Linked DNA regions of Gossypium hirsutum: all the other regions are linked to region 2. A link is a contact called in public Hi-C data. All regions are on one chromosome and are shown on one strand. The core of a region is the stretch at or near the end of the contact, and the rest is flanking DNA. Distances in the headings are between cores, read along the strand shown. Region 1 holds the start of LOC107888472. Region 2 holds the start of LOC107888470 (auxin response factor 6). Region 3 holds the start of LOC107888473 (pentatricopeptide repeat-containing protein At1g62930, chloroplastic).

Evidence for each region. Hi-C and Micro-C count contacts between places; a contact is called where the count stands out from the background.
Region 1: a Hi-C map of leaf shows a contact between it and region 2, with 2.2 times the contacts expected there. The contact joins the promoter of LOC107888472 here to the promoter of LOC107888470 in region 2. A contact is called at or near these places in 9 of 34 Hi-C or Micro-C datasets (callus, hypocotyl, leaf and 1 more).
Region 3: a contact with region 2 is called in a Hi-C map of leaf, with 2.0 times the contacts expected there. The contact joins the promoter of LOC107888473 here to the promoter of LOC107888470 in region 2. A contact is called at or near these places in 8 of 34 Hi-C or Micro-C datasets (callus, hypocotyl, leaf and 1 more).

The regions. Positions count from the first base shown.
Region 1 is chrA09:1,773,776-1,776,592 of Gossypium_hirsutum_v2.1, reverse strand. It overlaps LOC107888472, which reads left to right and starts at 1,428. Exons shown (of 8, transcript XM_041077599.1): 1 at 1,428-1,716. The coding sequence starts at 1,642.
Region 2 is chrA09:1,924,798-1,927,712 of Gossypium_hirsutum_v2.1, reverse strand. It overlaps LOC107888470 (auxin response factor 6), which reads left to right and starts at 1,488. Exons shown (of 15, transcript XM_016812590.2): 1 at 1,488-2,088; 2 at 2,195-2,307; 3 at 2,598-2,652; 4 at 2,655-2,695; 5 at 2,782-2,838. The coding sequence starts at 2,046.
Region 3 is chrA09:1,753,198-1,756,271 of Gossypium_hirsutum_v2.1, reverse strand. LOC107888473 (pentatricopeptide repeat-containing protein At1g62930, chloroplastic) reads left to right here and starts at 1,522. Exons shown (of 3, transcript XM_041077597.1): 1 at 1,522-3,074. The coding sequence starts at 2,074.

The sequences.
Region 1 (2,817 bases), core at 179-2,678, 150 kb after region 2:
TTTTACACTGAGTTTACAAAATAGGAAGATGATGACCCACTCACGTATGATGAAGTGATGAAGTGATGAAGTGATGAAGAGTCTTGATTCCAAGCTCAGGGAAATAACTATGAAAGTTGAAATGAATTCTATGGACTCTAACCCAGTGTGAGAACTTGTAGACTTACCGGAAGGGATAAAACCATTAGAGTGTAAATAGATCTACAAGAAGAAAAAAATACGAATGAAAAAGTGAAAACTTATAAGGCAAGACTTGTAGGAAAATGTTATACTCGGAAAGAATGTATCGAACATGAAGAAACATTCTCTCCGGTTGCCATGCTCAAGTCAACCTACATATTTTTATCCATTACAATGACACTCGATTACAAGATCTAGCAAATGGATGTTAAGACAACGTTTTTGAATGGCTATCTTGAAGAGAGCATCTATATGATGCAACCCACCAGATATATAACTAAAGGAAATGAGTATAAAGTTTGCAAACTGCTTAGATCCATATATGGACTTAAGCAAACATCCCGCTCATGGAATCAAAGATTTTATCAAGTGATTAAGACTTTTGGATTTGAGCAAAATGTAGATGAACTTTGTGTTTATAAACGTTTAGGGGATGGAAAGACGATCTTTCTCGTTCTATATGTCGATGACATTCTACTCATTGGGAATGATGTAGGGACATTATTATTGGTTAAACTATGCTATCCAATTTAGTCCCCCCGAACATATGAGACATGTGCAAGAATTTCATCTCTTGAAAGGAGTGCTCAATAACTCGCGGTGCACTCACACTTAAATTGTGTATCTACGTCCCAATAATCTGATTTTCGGTATGATTATATAAACATAAAAAATTTATAAAATTAATAATGTTAACAACTTAATAATTATATTAATTAAAATTAAAAAATTTAATAATATTTTTTACCATTAACCTTGGACGCCAAAAATGTGTTTGTCATTCAAACGAATAAGAGGCATTAACATTTTTAAAATTATAAAAATTAAAGAAATTATGAAATATAAAATTAAGACAACAATAATTTGAGAGAAATTGAATGAACAATTGAGAATAAGATAGTTGAGAGAATAGATTAATAGGATTAAGAGATTGAGAGAATATGATTTGAATGCAAAAGAATGAAAATAAGTTGAGTATATATAGCAAATAAACTATTCTCATCCATATTATATTTTTAATTATTTAAATTTAATTTATAAAAATTCTAATTAAATTAAAAATATTATTATATATTTATATTTTTCGTATTTTAATACAGAAAAAACAAAACAATGAATTGGCTTGACAAGGTAACGTCAAACTGATGTGCTTTTGGAATTATTTATTAAAGAAGGTTAAGTGGCTTTTGAAAATGAACTGACCAATTTGGACTAAGATGGCTAATAAATTTAATCATTATATTTTATTATATTTATTTTTAACTGTAGGAAGTATGACCGGTCTATTTAGGAGTGAAGAAGAAGGAAACTGGGAAGAAATTTGATTTCTAACTGAAGCACTCTACTTTTTTCTCTCTCTCTCTCTCTCTCTCTCTCTTTTGAAAATTTAATTCTAACAGAAGCAATTTTTTGCTTTTTATTTTTCTATTTTCCATTGGATTGAAGGAGGGGGAGGAGGTGATGGAGAATTCAGTTGCTGAACATCAACGCAGGGAAGCATCTTCTTCTTCATCAGATCCTTCAAATCATGCTCAGGTATTTTACTTATTACTATTGTTGTTATTATAGATTGCTAACTGGTGATTTTTTTCACCAATCCGGTTACCAGCCATTTTTTTTAATATTTGTAATTGACTGGAATCAAGCTTCGTTTGATCTAGTTTTGGTGAAATTTTACTGGATTTAGCTTACAACTTGTTTTGTTTCCTTGTTCAATTGATTTTTTATTTCATAATATTATAAAATAGATGAGATGAACCAAAAAAACAAAATTTTGATCTATTTAATTTTTGTTCATGTGCGCCATTCTTAGATTAGGCTTGATGCGGAGGAGCTTATTTGAATATTACTGATATTTTGTCCCACTTTCCGTTTATTTATAATTGGTGTTGTGAGTAGTAAATAACAAATTTATGGGATTTTGGTTTTAAATGAGTAGTTGGAGGATGATTTGTTGTATGAAGCTCTATTAGAATTTCTATTTCCTTGTGCTTGGAATACCTACAAAACCCAATCTATTAGAATTTCCCAAAATTTGAGTAAAGTTGTGCTTGGAAACCTTTCCACTGCTTTGTTGATATGACCAACTCTGAATTTCTTCATGTCGCCGGAAGCACTGTTTATCGTTTTCGAATAATAAATTAACGGGAAAAGTGCCCAACCCTCATATTGATTGTAAAAATTGTACTTTATGATTTCCAAATACAATGAATGTGATCTAGGTTTATTTTTGCACTTTATTTACCAATTGTTCTATCAATAACTAGCCATAGATTTAAATGTTTGCTGGAACTAGATGTTAGGCAGGGATTTAAATAGCGGACCGATATCGGAATAGCGGCCGTTATATAGCGGTAGTGGCGCCGTCCGAAACCGCTATTGCTAAAAATAGCGGTATGAAGCGGAGTCACACCAATAGCGGTGGATCGCGGCCGCAATTTAACGGGTAACGGCCAATTGCGGGAATAACGGGCCGCTATTCCCGTTATTTTCCGTTACAGTGGTTAAAGCAGCATCAGATTGAAGGATGAGATGAAGGTTGGGGATTCCGTTCAGGTACAATAGAGAAAAGAATTAGCTTAGGTTCACAGCCCACCCCTTCTTTTGAGCAAGAGTGAGTAGTAGCTAAGATCTTGA
Region 2 (2,915 bases), core at 239-2,738:
TCTTCAAAATTGTTATGTATAGAAAAAATATTTAATTTCTGATGCATGGGATAAAGGGCCTACTTATCCTCTTCACCATGTCATGATCAACACTAGGAGTTAAATAATTTGTATTTTTAGACACTTTTGAATAATCACTTTAATAAATTTTTTATTTAAATAATATTATTATTTCAAATAAGATTGAGGTCATAAGAGAGATAAAAGACATTTAGAGTATTGTTTTTTAAAAAACACTTATTTTTGAGATAGAAGTATTATTAAATAAAATGTTTTTGAGTTTTTTAAAAGTGCTTTGCAAACATATTTCTTTAACCAAAATAAGAAATAGAAAATTTTAACAGTATTTTTTAATTTAAGAAGTAATGCTAAACAAAGCCTTATAATTATATAAAAAAATTTAAGCATTTAAATATATTTAAGTTATGTATATTTAAAAATTAATACAATTATTAAAGATTAACTTTTATTTTTTATAAAAAGCCAATATATATATGTATATATAAAATACAAGTATAAATCACTTGAATTGAATTTTTAAGTATAAGCAATATTTAACAGAGTTTTAAATGGGGTTTGGCTCATAAACACTTAATATCTTCACTTCTCTTTTTTAATAATTCACTTCTGCACTTAGTTTGGAGTTGAATTAAAAAAAAAGGTGAAATTAAAAAGTAAATTAGTCTTTTTTTTTAATTTCATTCATTTGTATTATTAAAAATTAGTCGTTATTATTAGGTATAAGTGGCAAGCCATATGTAGCAGTCTAATTATTTCATCAGCCATACCAATTTTTAACAGTTGAAATGCTGAAAATCTTAATATGTATGAATAGTTTACTCATTTATCTAACTTACAAAAATCAATTTATCTATTTTTGAGTAAAATGAACAAAATATAATTTAACTTCTAATTAAAGGGTCTCCATGATACTTATACCAGCGTGTAATGTCATTTGAGGCAAGTATTGGACTTTTAAAAATTTGAAAGATAATTTAATAAAATGATAAATTATATTAATATCACTTAACTAACAGTAAATTTCATTTTTTTGGTTATCTAATTATAAAAAATTACAAAATAGTCATCTAACTATTAATGTTTTTTCTTAGTTAACCAACTATGAAAAATTATAAAATAGTTATTTAAGTATTTAATTTTATATTTTTTTCATTTAATTATCTTGGATTTCAGGTATTTTATTTTTATATAAGTTAATTGGTGACAAAAAAGAACAAATTAAATAATTATTTTATAATTTTTTATAATTAAATAATAAAAAAGAAATTTATTAATAGTGTGGGTATTAGATTACCCTTTGATAAATATATAAAAATATCACATGTATTTGAAAATTTCAATAAATTTAATAATCTAAATAGAATTGGATATAATAAGTCTTAAAACTTCAAAACCAAAAATGTATTAATTGATTGCTGATTTCACCTTTTCTGTTTTATTTTTATATTTTAAAAAAAAATTACTTTTGGTTCTCTCTCTTTCCACCTGCAGTTCAGTCCTTCAGCCCTCTCTCTGACATACGCACCCCAAAAAAATCCAAAATATATTTTTTTTGAAAAAAGTATCATTTTCTAGTTTTATTTCTATAACTTAACTAATAGCAGCTCCAGACGAAAGGAACATTTTTGGGATGAGAGTTTGGCTTAAGAAACCAGAGATCTGGTGAAGTAAAAAGCTAGGGTTTTTAGCTTTACAAAGTTTCATTTTTTATTTATAAAAGAATTTTAATGTGAAAAAGAAGTAAGATCTGAGCTTCATGAAGCCCTTCTGAGTAAAGGGTAGTTCTGTTTTTTTATTTTTTATTTTGGTTATTTTTAACTTAGGTTTAGAAACTTCTGGTGGAGAAAAGGGGGGGTGGGGGGTGGGTTTTTTCCCTTCTTTTGCTTTTAACTATGGATGATGTTATAAGAATCCTCAATGTTCTTCAATAATTAGGGTACTTGTAGTTTCCTTTTTCAACTACTCTTTTTTTTTTCGTTTGAATAGAAAAAAAAATACCCCTTTTTTGTTTTTAGATTTTAAGAATGAGACTCTCTTCATCAGGGTTGAATCAGCAAACTCAGGAAGGTATCTGCTTTTTAGCTTTTTTCTAGTAGTTTCCTTAAGCATAGAGCTGAATGAACGTTTATTTTATTTTTTCGAAATTATGAAATTGAGAAATATTTTTGTACAGGGGAGAAGAAATGTTTGAATTCTGAACTTTGGCATGCATGTGCTGGTCCTTTGGTGTCTCTTCCACCTGTTGGAAGCCGAGTTGTTTACTTTCCACAAGGTCATAGTGAACAGGTAAGTATGCCTGCATCGTTTATCATAGTTTACTAGCAGAAGTTTTTTAATGATTATACAGAGTTTAAGAAGCTATGTAAGGATGGTATATAATTTCTTTTCCCATTGATATGCAATGATATGATTTTCTTGGGCCTACCATTTTAGTATTGCTGAATTTATCCCCACTTTTCTTGTTGTTAATGCATGAATTGCTGGTGAAGCTCCTCAAAAGGAAGAGCAGTCTATAAGGAAATGTATATTCATCTGATATTTTAGCCTACTTTTGGTGTTTATGATTCCCTCTGCAGGTTGCTGCTTCTACTAACAAGGAAGTAGATGCTCATATACCGAACTATCCGAGCTTACCCCACAACTTATCTGTCAGCTTCACAATGTGACCATGCATGTAAGTTAAATGCCTGTATAGACTACCTTGGTTTTTATGGAACTTTAGTTGGTTGCTTATCAAGTCTTTTATTCTTTCAAGTACAGGCAGATGTGGAAACAGATGAAGTGTATGCTCAAATGACCTTGCAGCCACTGAGTCCAGTATGGAACTTAAACTTTGTTCGAAGATTTAGTGCTTGGTAATCTTTTCTTTTTCTTGTTTCTTGACTTGAAAGCAT
Region 3 (3,074 bases), core at 273-2,772, 170 kb after region 2:
CCAGGCGAGGCATGTGTTAAGCAAGGTAGTTTCCTTAATAAGGTGACTCTTTGGTTGGGTGAAGTATGTGTAGCATTATCTATATATTATTGTACACATTATATACAACACCTAAGGTCCATTAAGTGGAACTAATGTAGGATTTAAGATCCAAAAAAAAAAAATCTTTTAATTCTTTCAAGAATAATGCAATGTTTAATTCTTGTCATGGAGAACAAGGAAAAGATTTTTTTTACAAGCTAAAAAAAATACTCTATTAAACTCTAACATTCATTTTGGTTTATTACTTAAAAATTTTGCCTAATCTTTCATTATTGGTCATTCACAAACCAAGGATGTAAATACTTTTTCATTTCTATCACATGACCAAGAGTACATTGTAAATATATGCTCAAAAGCATACAAGATGATTACACAAGAATGGAAGATCACCTTTCTAAGTTTAGATAAGTTTTCAAGATTCAAATGAATGAAATTTTGTATTAATTTTGACTAATTGTTTTGGTAAAATAGAAAATTTATCAATATAAGATAAGCATTTATAGTTTAGTTCTAGAGCGATATGGAGGGTTTTATGTTCTCCAATCATTCTTTATTAGAAATTGGATTTTAAACATGTCTAATTATATTGTTTAATTCTAAAAAAAAATGTTAATTTTATGCTTAAGCCGTTATCGATTTTGTATTTCAATAAGAGTGCTAGTATATCAACATGGTTAAAAAATCAATTATATGTGAATGAGGTATTGTTTTTAAAGAATATTGTATTGTGACTTGAGCCTCGGCATACTTCAACTAGATCTTTTGGTTTCCTTCCAAATGGTATATTATAAGTTTAAAACAGAATTGGGTAACTCAAGTTATGGTTAAAATACTAAAATAATGTTGTGTTAAAAATTTCATTCGCAAAAACTTAACCAAAAATGATCTTTATAATCACTTTTCTCCAATTATTCACCTAAATACATATTAAGTCTAAATCATATAATTAATAACTTAGATAACATAATTCAAGAGGAGAAACATAATAAATAAATTGAAATTTATGCATATTATAGAATGTTGTAAAGTAAGGTATAGAAAAGCCCTAAATAACTCATAGCATTTAACTATTTTTCAATGATTTCTTAATATTAATATTGAATCGAATTGGATCAAATTCCTTGAACGGAGAGTTGACAGTCTGAACATCCACATAAAACTAAAAATTAGACCAACGATTAAGAACTAGTTAAACAGATAAAGATATATGTGTATTCCTTCTACCAAAATCATTTTCATTTCTTCTTCAAGCCTTGGATGGACTTGATTACTAAGTCATTTGTTGTAAGAGAAACCTAATTGTAGAGAAAAAGCATTAAAAGAATTAAATATTTGAGAAGAAGATGAAATCAGAACATGTTTTTTTATCGCAATGTTTAAAATAAAAGTTTTTTACTTTTTTTGGTACTCAGAATGAAAACTTATGAAAGTATGGTGACTAATTGTGTAGTTTATCCATTCAATAATAACTAGCCCTAACAAATGATTCCTTAACCAGTCGAAACGGCAAAAGTCGTCCTCCCATTCTCCTCTCTGTCTCTCGTGTACTGTTAATGGTGGTTTCATTTGAAGCTTAGCCCTTTTTCTTTCATTTTGCTGGTTTTCTAGATATGGGTAAGCTCAATTCTTCATTATTTCTTCGTTCGTTTGTTACTGGTGGAAGGAATCTTTCCAGTTTGCACCCTTCTTTTTCTTGTTCTTTTAACACCATTGGTACCCACATCGAAGCTTTAAGTAAGAATTCAATGTCTGTAAGGGGAAACCCAAAAAAGTATGACCGCTTCAATAATGTTGATGATGCTTGGACTTTGTTTAATAAGATGATTGAGAAGTACCCAAAGCCTTCAATTTTGGAGTTCACTAAACTATTAGCGGCCATTGTTAGAATGAAACATTATGCCATTGTTGTTTCTATGTTTAGCCGAATGGAATTATTAGGAGTTTCCCATAACGTCTATTCTTTGAACATCTTGATTAATACCTTTTGTCAGTTAAATCAAATTGATTTAGGGTTTTCTGTTTTTGGGGAAGATGTTGAAGTTAGGGATTGAACCTGATGTTGTAACTTTGTCTACTTTGATTAATGGATTTTGTAAGCAAAGCAAGATTTCTCAAGCCGTGTGTTTGTTTGATGAAATGGTTGAAAAAGGGTATCAGCCTAATTTAATTATTTACAATACAATACTTAATGGATTGTGTAAGACTGGAAATACTGATAGAGCTATTAGGTTTCTAAGGATGATGGAAGAAAGAGGTTCCGAACCAAATATTGTAGCATATAGTACTGTCATTGACTGTCTCTGTAAAAACAGGTTGTTAAATGAGGCTCTCGAGCTCTTTTCTAAAGTGAAGGCTAAGGGCATTAGACCGGATATTGTTATTTACAATTGCTTAATTCATGGTATGTGTAATTCAGGTCAGCATATGGAGGCAACAAGGCTTTTGAATGAAATGGTGGATAACAATATTTCACTTAGTATTTTCACCTATACTATATTGGTTGATGCATATTGCAAAGAAGGAACGATTTCTGAAGCTGAAGCTATTGTTGACACAATGAGAAAGCAAGGCATTGAACCTAAAGTTGTTACCTATAATGCATTGATAAATGGCTATTGCTTGCAAAACAAAATGGATAAAGCTAGAAGAGTGCTTCAATTGATGATCAAGAAGGGTTATGCACCTAATATACTTAGTTACAACATCATGATCAATGGATATTGTAAAGCTAAAAGGTTAGACAAAGCAATGGAACTCTTTCATGAAATATCTCAAACGGGACTAATCCCGGATACTGTCACATACAGCACTCTTATGCAAGGTATGTGTCAATTAGGGAGAGTTTCTACGGCATGTGAACTTTTGAAAAAGATGGTTGCTTCTGGACAAGTTCCAGACCTGGTGACCTGTTCAATTTTGCTAGATGGTTTTTGCAAAGGTGGTAAACTCGAAGAGGCATTGAAATTTTTTCAAGCAATGTGGAACAGTGGGGTTGAACTCAATATTGTTTCTTATAGTATCCTAATTGATGG